3 separate regions of the Gossypium hirsutum genome follow, and regions 1 and 3 are each linked to region 2. Evidence: chromatin contacts called from public Hi-C data. All regions are on one chromosome and are shown on one strand. The core of a region is the stretch at or near the end of the contact, and the rest is flanking DNA. Distances in the headings are between cores, read along the strand shown.

Region 1 (2,700 bases), core at 191-2,690, 190 kb before region 2:
ATGGATTCCAAAAGTTGTAGCCAAGTGACAACCCGGTTAGACAAATCACTATAATCAAAGCAAAGAAATTACACTAAAGAGAGAGTTATACATTGTAACCAACCAATATGCCAAGTAAACAGTGAAAAGGAAGCAGCTCCATTTAACACAGTTAATTCCAAGAAGGTGCTCGAGGAACACCTTACCGTAAAAAAAACCTGAAAATCATCTAGTTCATTGGTTGAGAAACATTGTTCTTTTCTTTTCTTTTTTCTTTTGTAACAAATAAAGGTCTGAGTTAAAGTTTATTTTACATCAAACATCCAAAGCATAGGAGTAATGAGAATCATAGTTGTTCTATAGAAACTTTTACAGCGTTTTGGACAAGAATCAGGTTTATATACAACAAGAATCACGTTTATATACAATATTAAGAACTTTCCTATAAAAAAAATATAACAATCGATGAACACAACATCCATATAGGCAATAGGGCCATCGGAATATGTTTAACAAAGATAAAAAAATCCACAATCGAAGAATGGATGACAGAATTAAATTCCACACTTCACTAATTATTCCGAGACAATAAAAACGAAAAAGGAACATTGTAGCTAGTCAAGGTGACCATATCATCATCCGAATCATAAAATTATCATCTCATAACAAGAAGCAGAGCTTAAACAAAAGTGAATTCAATTCACAAATCAAGGAAACTGCAACCATGTGAGGGCCTCAAACATGAGGCAAGCAGACCATTTTTATGCTTTTAGGAACCCTACAACAGATCTAAGAATAAAGGGGGCAACTAGGAAATAGTATAGAAAGAAAACCCAACCATGACAAAAAAAACTTACTCTCATAAGCCTCTTTGTACATATCCACCAATCGCGAGCCGATTCCTTTTCTATAATATTCCCAATCGATAGGCTCAGGTTCCTGCTTAACAGAATCAGATTATCACCAAGAAAGTTAATACAAGCATCAAATGAAAAATCACCCTTACTGACAAATAGAAGCTTCAAAAATGATTATTTATTTCAATAAATAACATTAATAAACCAAAAAAAGACTAAAACCCTAAAGATCTAATTATAGATTAACCCAATGGTCCTAAGTTATTAAAAAAAAAGAGATGGGAGAGAATAGAAAACCCTAACCTGACTGAACTTGGTCTGCAAAGTGGAGTTAACTTCATCGAAAGTGCGACGAAGAGTGGCGAACTCTTTGCGAGCCTCATCGGAGACCAAAAGCTTCGCCATCCCTTCCCAATCAATGCTCTTTCCTGCTTTGAAAGCCACATCCACTACTTTCTTTCCTGCTCCGCTCATTTTCTCGCACTTTCTCGCTTCCCAAACGTAATATTTTTTTCTCCACAACTTTTTTGGAGATTGACTGATGAAGGCTGCTGCTTCTTGTTTAGGGAAATGAAATAATAATCTTAAATGGGAATTTTGATGCTTAATTGTGGACAAAATTGGAATTTTGAGAATTTTAAGATGGACAGGTTCGATCTACTTAGTTTGGGCTTAATCCAAATACCTCTGATCGGGCTTATGTGTCAACCAATTGGAAGTTTTGGACCGGGTTCATTAATTTATAAAACTCTTGTTTAAAACACACGCAAAAAATATATATATATATAACTTTTTATATTATTAATATTTTAATAATTTCTCTATCATGCCTATCCAGCTTGGTATAAATTAAAAAAAAATTAACTATTTATTTTATATGAAAAAACCTTTCAATCATTATATATATATTGTCAATATTTTAAAATTGATAAGATGAAATATTGAATTGATTTTACATGCATGACAAGTACAAAAATATTGATAAATTTAATAGTTGGATTGTTGAAATATTAATTGTATCAAAAATTATGAAAAAGTGTAAAATCACCGATGTAAGTAGATTCCTCTCTTGTGAAAAATTGTTTAAAAGGCGAACAATCCGCCATCAATCTGATAAGGTGGGCTCGACTTAGATTAAACATGGATAAAAGGTTTTTTTGACCTCTAACAAATTTAACCTGACTCGAATTACTATTTATTAATGAAAATATATTTCATTTAAATTTAATTACAAAAATATTAGGAGTTTTTTTTAATTTTTTAAATTTCAAATGATATAATAGTTTGACAAAAAAATTGTATAATATTTTATTTTTAAATTTAATTCACGGGTTGAGCTAGTCCGATCCAAGTTCGATCTGGGCTTAAGCATGATATTAACACACTTTTTGTTTGCCTAAGCTCTGCCTGGCTCGAAATATAAGTTTACAATTTTACCCAAAACCATCCATATTTTTAAAATTTTATATACTTTTTCATTTATTAAAATATTATATAAAATTATCTTAACATTTTTTAATGTTTATATTGTAGTAGTATTATATATTATTATAGATTTAATTTTGATGTGTTATACATGATATAATATATAAAAGTAATATAATATAAAATATTACAAACTTAAAAACAAGTTGGATCAACCTCAAGCCTTGAATGCTCAAGTCCAGTCCATATTTTAAACAAGTCTATTATTCTTGCACAAACCTTCTCAAAATTTAGATAGGTCTTTAGGTCTAGATGAATAGCTCAAACCATAAATAGATTTACTTTAGAGCTGCTTATGTTCACGATGGGGAATTTACCAATAAAAGCCCTATTTTTTCAAAAATTACCGAAATGGGCCTATTATTTTATTATTTACCGG
Region 2 (2,988 bases), core at 381-2,880:
ATTTCTTCTATTCATAGTGGTTTTAGTCAAGCTTGTCCCAAGGGTAGTGCTGAGTTTGAGACTCTCGTCCACTCCCTTAAAGACTGTTCGAATTCGAGGGCCACTCTAATGTTTAGCGGTCTGGACATCAGTATTTTTTCTAACGAGTATGATAGATGTATAGATTGGCTGGAAGATATGTTGAGAATTCTTGACAAAAAAGCAATGGCAGACTTTATGACCATTCTGTGGAATTGCTGGAACAACTGAAACAATCGAGTTTTTAGGGGAAAAGAAGATAAGGCGAAGGACATATGGAATAAGGCCAGTATGCTCAGTAAAGAATTCCAAATCCATAACCTGTTAAATGTGTCGATGTTATCTACCCATGTTGACGATAGAAAATGGGTCAAACCTCCGAAAAACTGCATTAAAATTAAGTTTGACGCTTTTATTGGGAATAACAGAACTGGATATGGGGTTATTATAAGGGATGATGACGGTTTTGTTTTGGGTGGAGGTGGTGGCTTCAAAGAAGTACAGTTGTCGATTGAGGAGGCTGAGTGGTATGCTTTTGACGAAAGTATTAAAATTGCGTGTCGTCTTAATATTAAAGGTGATGTGCTTTTTGAGTCGGATAGTGCAGGGTTGGTCAACAAAATAAATGGTCAGAAAAGGGATTTGACGATTATTGGTGAGCAAATTAAGGAAAGTATTAAGGCCTTTGTTAACTTTTGGTTTGCTACCTGTATTCGGAATAATCGACATTGTAACTTTGTGGCAGATTTTATTTGTAAAAAAATGTGTGTGGATACTTGTAATTGGTTCTTTGATATGGATTATCCTAAAGATATCCATAATGATGTGATCTATGATGTTATTTGAATGAATTTGTCTTGACCTTTAAGGTCATTTTTTACTCAAAAAAAATAAGTATGTTATAATTTAAATATATAAATGGATCATATCACAGGTTTGATTGGAGAATAGGTAAAAAAAAATTAAGTTAGGCCGAATTTAAATTTGAACTTGAGAATATATTAAAATCGACCATGATTTGATTTGAGATATGAACATATATATTTCTTGTATACATATAATTAGCGTTATTTATCGATCAAATAGATCGATTGGATTAAGAATCGATTGATATATCAGTTCAAACATATTGAACAAGTTTTATAAATTTATTATTTTTGATAAATTTATTTAATTATATTTCAACCAATGATCCTTAGTAAACTAGTAATTGCTTTAAGAAAATTTGTAATAATTATTATACGGAACAATTATAATCATTTACTATTTTTGAGAGATGAATTATTATTATTATTATATACAAAAATAAAAAATAGAGTGGGGGTTGGGGTGTGATTGAGCATGAAAAAAGAAGAGTGAGTGAGTGAGGTGAGTGGGTGACCGAGTCTTTTCCAAACATTTGATGACGTGTCCTTCACAAAAATGTAGAATTTCTTAAAAAAGCCAAATTTATTATTACGTGTAAGTCTGTTGTAAATAGGCGCGCCTCTTTTTTCCCCTTAAAAAGTTAGTAATTTTTATTTTTAGAAATAAATAAAAACCACTAAAAGCAATAAAATTTAAAAAATAGAGGTAAAATTAAATTCTCTCTCTTTCTTGTAATAATTATTATAAATTTCTCACATCATTCTCTTCCTTTGATCTCTCCCTCTCCTTTTCTTTCGTTCTCTTTTTTTTTTTTTTTTAAATTTTCTGTCTAGACAAACAAGATTTCGGTTTTTTGCAGTTTCCTGTTTTTCAATTTTGAGGGAACCAATTTTCCCACATTTTTAATACACGAAAAAGAGCGAAAGAAACTTCGGGTTTTTTTTTCTTTTCCTATTGTAATACATCACAGGTACGTCTCCATTTTCACCAGAATATTTCTTCATTTTCTACGAATTTCGATTAAAATCTATTATTATTATTATTATTATTCATTTCTTTTGATCCCTTTTTTTTGGGCATTTTTTTTAATTGTTGTCAGGTTAAGAAATGAATGGGAGCTATGTTGGTATCCAATTCTAGGGCGTAGGGCATAGTTTTTTTTTTTTTTGGATGAATTCTGTAGGCCAAATTAGAGTTTGGTTTTGTAATATTTGAGATAATGATCTAAATTTTGTGATCTTATTGGGTACTAAGGGAAATGAGGCAAATTTGCTTCATGGAAAAGAATTAGGTGTACAAGTGGGGAAAAAATGACAGATTTTCAAGCTTTACAGCAAAAACCAGACTCCTCAAATGATGCCACGGCTGAATTTGAAAGGGGTTTGGAGGAATTAATGAGAGGGCATTTAGATGATTGTATGTCATTTGCATCATGTAGTTCTAATAGGAATCCTGATGATGAAGATGATGAGGGTGATCAGCTTATTAGGAGGAGAAGAAGGTCCGATCTCGAAGGCGATGATTTGGCCGAATCCTCTGCCGCTAGAAGGCGGCATTCTAGGATTTTGAGTAGGTGGGCTGCTAGGCAGGCTCAGGAAATGATAACCACGATTGAGAGGAGGAATAGGGAGTCTGAATTGATGGCTTTAGCTGGTTTACATACTGTTTCGACGCTCGACTCTTCGTTCTTGCGAGAGTCACCCTCGGCTAATTCGAGGCGACAAGGAGGGACTGTCGAGAGGCCTAATACTCGGGCTTCTTCGATTTTGCAAATGTGGAGGGAGTTGGAGGATGAGCATATGTTGAATAGGGCACGTGAGAGGGTGAGGGAAAGGTTGAGGCAGCAAAGGAATGCTGATGGCAATACAACTATGTCGAGTACGACGTTGTCTGAGAGTCATGAGAGTGAGAATCATGGTAGTGTTGTTGATGCAAGTGAGAGTGAGAATGAGTATGGAACATGGTCGAATGAGCAGGGTGTGTCGCAGAATGAAGTTGAGGATAATAACGGGTCTAGTAGGGAGCAGTCTCCTGATCTTGGTGAAGTCGAGAGGGAGAGGGTGAGGCAGATCGTTCGGGGATGGATGGAGAGTGGGATTAGTG
Region 3 (2,730 bases), core at 7-2,506, 160 kb after region 2:
GTGATATTAATTAATACTTACAAAAATTGACTACTAGCAAGTTTTTGAGCTATGGCAATAAACAAGTAAAAAAACCAGTGTAATAAAAGGAAAAGAAAGAACTTACTTGCAGCCTCCATTAGTGGTAGAGCAAACAAAACAATCTCCACTTGGGTGCACTGCAATGGTTATTGGATCACCATCACTTTCTTCAAGCTCATGCCTAGCCTAATATAACAAATGTAAATATATAAACATCAAGTCCAACTAACTAATATAAAAAATAAATCAAATAACATAAACCAGACAATGACTCTTTTTGTAGTTATACAAAAACAATGCTTCCCTTTTTAGAAAAAAAATTAAAAGAACTCTAAACTATTCCACTTTTCTTAAGTAAGGCTATAGCTTTTATTGTATCAAAATAATTTATCTTCAAGGTATAAAATTTAAAGTCAAGCACTAATTTGGTGCAACAATAAAGTTATTTTAGCCTAAAAAATTATACAACAATGAAGTCAGAAAAGTAAATTTTCTTCTACAATGAAGAAAACAAGAAAACCCCATGAAAATTGTTTCTTCAATTAAAATAAATTTAATAATAAATAAATAAAAAACCATCCCCCCCCCTTTAAAATTGGAGGGAGAATTGCCACAGTCATCCAAAAAAACCCTGAAAACGACAACCTCGTTTGCTTAAAAGAATAAAAACCCTACTTCCAGAAAACCAAAAATGGAAACCCCAATTCCATAATTTAAAAAAGAAAAAGCAAACTTTTTAATTTTGTGATAACTTACCAACGGAGACGAAGAGAGAGAAGTGGTGTTGGGATCAAAAGGGAAAATCTCAATAACTGAAGAAGAAGAAGAAGTGGGTCGGGTCATTATCCGGGCCAAGACAACCCAATTGACGTTTTCGGGTCGACGGATCCATGACCCACACGAGACGGACCCACCTGCTTCACCTTCCATTGAAGAAGAAATGAAAGATATTTTTAGTTTTAGATATTTAAAATTTTGCTGGGTTTTGGAACGGTTGAAGAAGAAATTTATAAAAAGTAGGAGTCTTTGGGAAAGAAAATATAGTAAGGTGGGAGCAGGACAAAGCGAGAGAGGTACAAGGCTAACAAAGCGTATCCGGTTGTGGATTTTGGGGGGTGGATCCCACAGCAAGGTATTTTGGAAGCCCCGCCTCGCCTGTTTTACCAACATAAACAAAAGTCAACTCCGTTTTGAGAGTTTGGTTTTGGATATGCGAATCATCATCCCATATGATTCTGCCCAATTGGTGGACAATGTTTTCTTTTTCTTTTCTCTTTTTTTTTTTTAAACAAGGTTGGTTTTCTCTATTTTTTTATAATTTTATAAATTTTTAAATATTTAGATATTTAATCATTAGTCCGATTTTAGAAAAATATTGTTTTAAACTACTTTTATGGGTTATATTTATTAAATTTGATTATAAAAATAAGGTTTGATATATAATTTGGCATTTTTATTGTGGTATATGTATTTCATAAAAAAATTATATTTTGGTATTCAATTTTGGTTTTAAAATTAATTTTATGAAAGTTAATAGCTAACCGTGTTAGTTTTGAATTTTTATGATTTTGTTAATAGAATAGATTTAGTGTTAATTGCGAATTCATTTAATTTATATTTGTTTTTTTTGTTAAATGCATTCTAATAGTAGAGATTTCAGGTTGATTTGATAAAAGTTAATTATTAATATTATTAGTTAATTATGAATTTTTATCATCTTTAAAATCTGAATTAAACACTAAAAAATTAACATAATTATCTTCACATATCAAAATGTATAAATTTTTTTTATCAAATACAAGTATTACAAAAAGGATTAAAAGACATTAATACCATATTAAATATAATGACAAATTCAAATATTAAATAAAATGTTAAACCGAAAAAAGAGAGTAAAATCTTAGATATCAAATTGAATATTAGATAAATAATAATTTTCTACTCGACATTTGATAACAAGATTAATTTATAATTTGTTAAAAGAAGAAATTAAAATTGACATTATTGAGTAAGTGCAAGTATGAAAATTTTATTGGGTTTGAACAAAGCATTCTCCAATAGTGTAAACAGAATATTAAGATGATCACCTATCACATCAATTGACTAAAATGGTAATGAAATAGTACAATTTTCCATTGGTATTACTTTAGTAGTCCAAATGTATTTCCATATCCTCACTCCATATGATTGTAAGTTTTGGTTGGGTGAGAAAACATTATAAACTAATAAGATACTAAGTATAAAAAATTTACAAGAGTTTAATTGATTTTTTTTAAATGTTTGAGGGCCTTTTATACCATTAAGTCTTATTTAATTTACTCATAAATTTTAGTACGGTAAAGTCATCATGATTTTAGTGGAATTATAATTGAGTGAATTAATTAAATTTATTTTAATCAATTAGTTAAATAATATTTTGGGAATAGAAGATTAGTTATTGGGTTAGATAACTTATATGAGCTGGTTTAAGGTCCAAATAACATATATAATTGTACCCAATACATGAAACATGTCTAATAGTCCATTTAATACATGATGGGTGCAAATCCTAGTCCCAAAAAGGGGTGACACCGGGATGGCGTCGCCCAGTTTATATAGTCCTAGTGGGACTATGTATTTTTTATTAAAATAATATTATTTTTTCCCCTCTTGTTCAACTAGATCTCGTGTTTTTTCTCTATAAATAGAGACTATGAGTTAGGTCAAAAT

The links. Hi-C and Micro-C count contacts between places; a contact is called where the count stands out from the background.
Region 1: a Hi-C map of leaf shows a contact between it and region 2, with 1.7 times the contacts expected there. The contact joins the promoter of LOC107922615 here to the promoter of LOC107922279 in region 2. A contact is called at or near these places in 4 of 34 Hi-C or Micro-C datasets (callus, leaf, petal and 1 more).
Region 3: a contact with region 2 is called in a Hi-C map of leaf, with 1.8 times the contacts expected there. The contact joins the promoter of LOC107922614 here to the promoter of LOC107922279 in region 2.

Annotation. Positions count from the first base shown.
Region 1 is chrD01:26,332,862-26,335,561 of Gossypium_hirsutum_v2.1, forward strand. LOC107922615 (ATP synthase subunit d, mitochondrial) reads right to left here and starts at 1,441. Exons shown (of 5, transcript XM_016852727.2): 1 at 1,140-1,441; 2 at 837-918. The coding sequence starts at 1,310.
Region 2 is chrD01:26,523,269-26,526,256 of Gossypium_hirsutum_v2.1, forward strand. It overlaps LOC107922279, which reads left to right and starts at 1,631. Exons shown (of 8, transcript XM_041086481.1): 1 at 1,631-1,855; 2 at 1,985-2,988. The coding sequence starts at 2,196.
Region 3 is chrD01:26,688,175-26,690,904 of Gossypium_hirsutum_v2.1, forward strand. LOC107922614 (SEC12-like protein 1) reads right to left here and starts at 1,257. Exons shown (of 10, transcript XM_016852725.2): 1 at 778-1,257; 2 at 107-207. The coding sequence starts at 1,191.